2 separate regions of the Sus scrofa genome follow, and region 1 is linked to region 2. A link is a contact called in public Hi-C data. All regions are on one chromosome and are shown on one strand. Each heading gives the region's core, a stretch centred on a gene start, on an enhancer-like site or on the middle of the called end of the contact. The rest is flanking DNA. Distances are from core to core; before and after follow the strand shown.

What was found. A called contact is a pair of places that touch in the nucleus more often than the background predicts.
Region 1: a contact with region 2 is called in a Hi-C map of liver, with 4 times the contacts expected there. The contact joins the promoter of TPGS1 here to the promoter of BSG in region 2. A contact is called at or near these places in 7 of 47 Hi-C or Micro-C datasets (heart right ventricle, liver, psoas muscle and 1 more) and 2 of 2 datasets of contacts at active chromatin or transcription factors (alveolar macrophages and skeletal muscle).

What each region holds. Positions count from the first base shown.
Region 1 is chr2:77,782,095-77,784,842 of Sscrofa11.1, forward strand. TPGS1 (tubulin polyglutamylase complex subunit 1) reads right to left here and starts at 1,340. Exons shown (of 2, transcript XM_021084307.1): 1 at 957-1,340. The coding sequence starts at 1,330. It overlaps MADCAM1 (mucosal vascular addressin cell adhesion molecule 1), which reads right to left. Exons shown (of 5, transcript NM_001037998.1): 5 at 2,516-2,748.
Region 2 is chr2:77,741,755-77,744,693 of Sscrofa11.1, forward strand. It overlaps BSG (basigin (Ok blood group)), which reads right to left and starts at 1,580. Exons shown (of 8, transcript NM_001123086.1): 1 at 1,497-1,580. The coding sequence starts at 1,563.

The DNA.
Region 1 (2,748 bases), core at 90-2,589, 40 kb after region 2:
ACCTTCAGAGCATGTGCCCTGAGCTCTGGACGCTCACCAGCTTGCTCCCTGCCAGGTCCCTATCTCTGGCCACCCCCTTTTCTGGCTGTCACCTTGGACACTCCCCCCTTCCCCCTGTGGCACAGACAGGCACTCTGCATGGGTGCCTGCTCTCCATACCCCTCCCCACACCCAGGCTTCCTCCAAGCCTCTCTGTGCTCCCCTTCTTAGGAGCTGCCTCCAGATAGGGGGGCTGGGGGATTAGGCTGAAACTCTCCCCTGCCTGGCTTCCTCCCCTTCCTGAGTTCTCTGAGAGCACCTTCTTATAACGTGATCCCCATGTGAATGCTCGCCTCAGGCTCTGCTTCTGGGGAACCCCCAATCTAAGTCCCAGCCCACCTACATCCAGCAGCAACCTTGTCTGGTTGATGCTGGTTCTCTCCATCCACGTGGTATGGCTCACACATTCAACGGGTGTTTCTCAATCCCCTTCTATGGGCTCAGAGCTGGGGGTGGGGGTGGGCGGCAGGCACCATCCCCTCCACACCGCCATGCGAAAGTTCCACGGCCTTCCCTTCCCCTGTGGACCCCCACACTGCAGCCCTACAGCCTCCAGGCCAGTGCGCCTGCTGGCCTTTCCCTGTGCGTCATGCAGGCCCCTTCCCGGACACCCCTCCTGCCCGCAGGAGGCCTTGCCCTAGGGCTGCAAAGGGAAGCTCAGCACCTGCAAAAAGGCATCACAAAAGACAAAGTCGACCAGAGCTCGCAGCACTGGCCCTCATCTCGGTGGCCGAGCCGGGAACCTCCAGCTGACAGCAGTGCGCGCCCACCCCGCGCCAGGGGCAACGGACCACAGTTCCCAGCAAGCCCCACGCTATATCGCCGGCGCCGAGGCGGGGAGCGAGCAGCACGGAGCACGCTGGGAGTTGAGGTCCGGCCGCATCCCCTACCCGCCCGGGCCCGGCCCAGCCCCGCACCTCTGGGAGTGGTGAGCCAGGCGAAGATGCCATAGCGCGCGGCCCAGGCGCTGCTGCTGCAGCAGGAGCTGGCCCGGGGGCTCCCCGGCGCCGCCGTTTGCAGGCGAGCGCAGGCCCATGTTCTCGAAATAGTGTGCAAGGAAGGCAATGGGCTCCTCGGGTCGCGCCTCCAGCACCTTCAGCAGGGCCGCGCGCAGCATCTCCGTCACGCCGACCTGCCGCAGAAAGTCCTCCTCACTCTCGGCCGTCACAGCTGCTCGGGAGACCCCTGGCCGGCCGCTGTCCGTGATACTGGCCGCCTGGGTCATCGCCGGCCGCCGCTTCTCCACTGCCGCCATCTTCGCTGAGGGCGACAGGGCCGGAAGCGCCGCCATATTTCACAGTACGCTAGCGACTCGGGCCGGCCATCTTGGTTAAGGGCAGAGAGCACCCGGATCCCGCTGGGATACTGGGAAATCACCACCGCAGGCCACTCTTTCTCCTAGGTTCTAACTGGCATTCTCTCTCAGGTTTCCTCTTTACGTGTGCTGGCTGGTTTTCCTGGCTTGGGCCAGGAACTTAAATTTTGCCAGACTCCAAAATGGATCCCTAGGAAGGGCTTGGTTTCTGGTGTGAAGCTGGATTGCTTGCCATCTTGGTAGTGGGCGAGCCCTTCATTAGCACGGTGCCCTGGCAACCGGTCTCCTTGGTTACCAAAGACGCCCTGCTGAGCATAGGCGGTATGGCTCCACCCCACCTCCAGGACTAAGTAATGTCCCCCTCCCTTTTCTGATTTTCAACTCAGCGTTTGTGCTCAGCCTAATTCAGTCTACGTCTGACTGTGTAGCACTTCGTGGGGAAAAGCTCCCTCTATGCACCAGACTGTGTTCGGGGTCCACTCTGCGCTCCCTCTGCCCTTAGTCCCCGGTACGCGCCTGCTGAGTGAGTGGAGTACTCACGGTTCCCAATTATTCGCCCCTGGCTATTACCTTTCCTTCCCACCAGAGGGATCTTTGTCGCCTGCATCCTCTATAACTCTCAACTCTCTCAGAGCGCCCAGTTATAGCAGGCTGAAGTCCCTGGCATCTACAGTCCTGCCAATCTCATATCCAGCCCCTCTGTCTTGCCTTTCCCGCCACCTTAGCCCACAGCCATTCGCAAAGAGATGCTATTTCCCTTAACAAGTCACCTCTGTCTGTCTTTGCCCATGCCATCCCCAACAAATCTCCGCTGCTGCTGCTTTTTTTTTTTTTGGCCACACGGAAATTCCCAGTTCAGGAATCAAACCTGTGCCACAGTGGTGACAACACAGGGTCTTTAACCCGCTGAGCCACCAGGGCACTCTCTCTTCTCCGCTTCTTTTGAGGACTCCTAATTATTCTTTTAGCGTCAGTGTCCCGTTTCCCCCCCAGGGAAGGGCAGCAGGCAGGCAGAGTGCACACCTCTCCCCGAGCCCTGGCCAGGTGGGGCTGGGGTGTCTGTCCTTCCTTGTCTCTCTGGGGAGTCACCCAGAGCAGAGGATGCCTGGAGCTGTGTAGAGGATTCCAATGTCTGTTCTACCACAGGAACCACTGCCAAAGTTAGGCCAGATGCTCTTTATTCTCCAGCTCTGCACTGTTGGGGTGGCTCCCCAGGGGCCTCACTGAGGGGAAGCCCAGCCAGCTGGGAAGCCTGGATGTGCTGCCATCAAGGTAAAGGGTGCATGGTCAGCCCCTCTGCTGTCCATAACCCTGTCAATGTCCTCTCGTTGCAACTGAGTGGAAAGAGTCCTCCTCTTTGTGGTCCAGGTGGCGCCGGAGGCCCAGAGGAGCGT
Region 2 (2,939 bases), core at 330-2,829:
GTCCTCCGAAGCAAGTTTCTAGAGAGCTGACCTGGCCAGGAGAGGCAAACACTGCCACTCACTCACCCCAGGTGGAAAAAGGACCCATGACCCAGACGTTTAGGTCATCCCTAGTCCCTGGGAAAGGCAGGAAGTGAAAAGGGAAAGCTAAGGCACAGACACAGCATAAATTCACCAGGACTACCAACTGCACACACCCCAGGTGATGTGCGTATTTGAGGACAGCCCCAAGGTGATGACAGAGGAGTAGTGCTCCCAGCAGAGGAAGATGGAAGGCCCTCCCTTCCCTCTGGCCAGGGCTGCATCTAAAGGGCACTCATCTTGCCTGGGGCTCCTCTTCCCAAAGAGAGCAGGCAGCGCGCCTGCCAGGGGCCGTGCCCTTGCCCAGAGGCGGTCAATAAATGCCCATTGTGATTATAAGGAAAAGGAAAGAAACTGAGGCCTTGAAGTGGGTCACGGGTAACCCACTTACTGAAAAGCTGGTGAAGCTTTTACAAGAAGCAGCCCCTCCCAGGCCCTGCCCAGCCCTATGCAGTTTCCTGCTATAACAGCAGCCACTGAGGATAGAAGCTGGCACACTCCTGCTTCCCCCAGGGGGAAGTCTCAGGCCCAGCTGGTCTGCACTTTGTTCTCTCCCTGCCGCTCACTATGAATTGTTAACTGAGAACCAAACGAAGTCCCCATCGATTCGGGAAGAAAATGTCTCCCTCTCAGGCAAAAGAGAGAATGGGAGGGCTTGCTTTCTCCGGGGAAAACACGCCTTAATCCATCTTCCAAAGACCATTCTCTAAAACACGTCTTCCCACCCCACAGTCTACCGCTCCTGTGAAGAGCTCTGAAAACAAAACGCTTGTTTGTGCGACTGTAAAAACAGCTCCCCCCGCCCCCACGCTTCCTACTCCCAACCCAGTGGCTCACGATGACCTTGGAATACCTCCCCTACCGGCCAGGGCCTCAGTTTCCACCCCAGTAAAAAGAAGAGGATGGACTAGCCGCCATCTCCTTCTGGGCCCCGAAATCAGGCACAACCAAAGGAAGCGGAGTGTCGGCCTCCCTACAAGGGTTAAAGTGTTCGGGGACCCCAGGAGCAGCTGCACAGCCAGAGCGAGACACGAGACCTAAATCCCAGGAAGAATGACAATCCCTTCAGCCGGAGAGCCGGCTAGCCCCAGGGGCCGTCACGTACTTGGGTGCCCGCGTCCCCTTGGGGACAAGAGCCCACTTCTCGGATGACAGCCAGGCTTCGGCGCCCGGGGGCTCCCCTGCAGCCCCCGCCCCAGCACACCGAGCAGAAAGGCCCATCCTATGCTGCCTCGGGCAGGTAGGCTCCAGGCCGGAGTCTCCCTCCTCCGAGGGCCGGGGTCTTCTCCCCCACCACCCGGGCCAGATTCTCTCTCCCCACTCGCCCCAGCCGGGGTCTCCCCTGGAGCGGAAGGAGGCCACTCCATTCCAAGTTTGTGCCCCCACCACCCCCGGAGGGCCCCCAAGACCCTCACCTGCCCCAGAGCCGCCCTGGGTGCTCAGTAGCACGAGCCCCAACACCACGAGTCTCACGTCCGCCATCCTACCGTCCTACCGTCCCCGCGCAACCGCCGCCTGCGGCGCTATAAGAACCGGGAGGCCGCCGGACGCGCGCACGCAGGCGTCTTCGCGGAGGCGGGGACGCGCACGGGGCGTCTGCCACCACTTGCGCACGCGCATGTACGCACGTACGCACGCGCAAACCCCTTTTGGCTCGTGCTACGGAAGCCGGGTGGCCCTGCGGTCCTGAGGCGTGGCTACGTTTCTAGGAAACGGGGCGGGGCCTAAGAGGCTGGGCTGGCAGCCTCGCTCCTCCCTAGTGCGAAGTAAGATCCGAACTGTACGCGCAAAGTGGTCAAAATGCTCAACTTCTGTGTACAAAAAAATTTAAAAAGCATCGAGGGAGGCGATGGCGATCGATGTGAACAGCCCCCTGGGGTGGGGGCTGCCAAATTTAGCAAATAAAAATAGCTGGACAGCAGTTAAAGTTTGAATTTAAGCTAGAGAACCAGTAATTTCTTAGTGTAAGAGTACTGTGCAGTGTTTGGACACAGTTGTGCAAGGAAAGCATTCACTCTTTATCTGAATCGAACGTAACTGTCCGTCCTATATTTGGCTGGAAAACCTACCCTGAGGTTTCCGTGTTTTACAAGTTTTTTTTGTTTTTGTTTTTGTTTTTATGACAAAATAGGAGTTCCTACTGCAGCACAATGGGATCAACGGTGTCTCTGCAGCAGCAGGGACGTGGATTCGATGCCTGCCTAGGTCCAGTAGGTTAAGGATCTGGTGTTGCCACAGATGCCGTAGGTTGCAGCTCTGGTTCAGATTCCATACCTGACTGGGAATTCCACAGGCCATAGGCGCCCAAAACAAAAATAAAAACTTTTATGCTTCAAAGAAGAAAGTGAAGGAGTTCCCACCGTGGCTCAGTGGTTAACGAATCCGACTAGGAACCATGAGGTTGCGGGTTCGATCCCTGGCCTTGCTCAATGGGTTAATGGTCGGGCGTTGCCATGAGCTGTGGTGTAGGTCGCAGATGTGGCTCAGATCCCATGTTGCTGTGGCTCTGGTGTAGGCTGACAGCTACAACTCTGATTAGACCCATAGCTTGGGAACCTCCATATGCCACAGGAGCAGGCCTAGAAAAGGCAAAAAGACCAAAAACAAACAAAACAAAAACAAAGAAGAAAGTGAAAAGACAACCTACAAAATGGGAAAAAATATTAGTAGGTCATGTATCTGATAAGGGACTTATATATAGAATATATAAAGAGAAGTTCCCCAGTGGCTCAGGGGGTTAAGTATCTGGCATTGTCACTGCAGCAGCTCAGATTGCTGCTGTACTTCAGGCTGGATCCCTGGCAGGGGAATGTCTACAGGCTGCAGGTGCAGCCAAAAAAAGAAAAAGTGTCACCCCA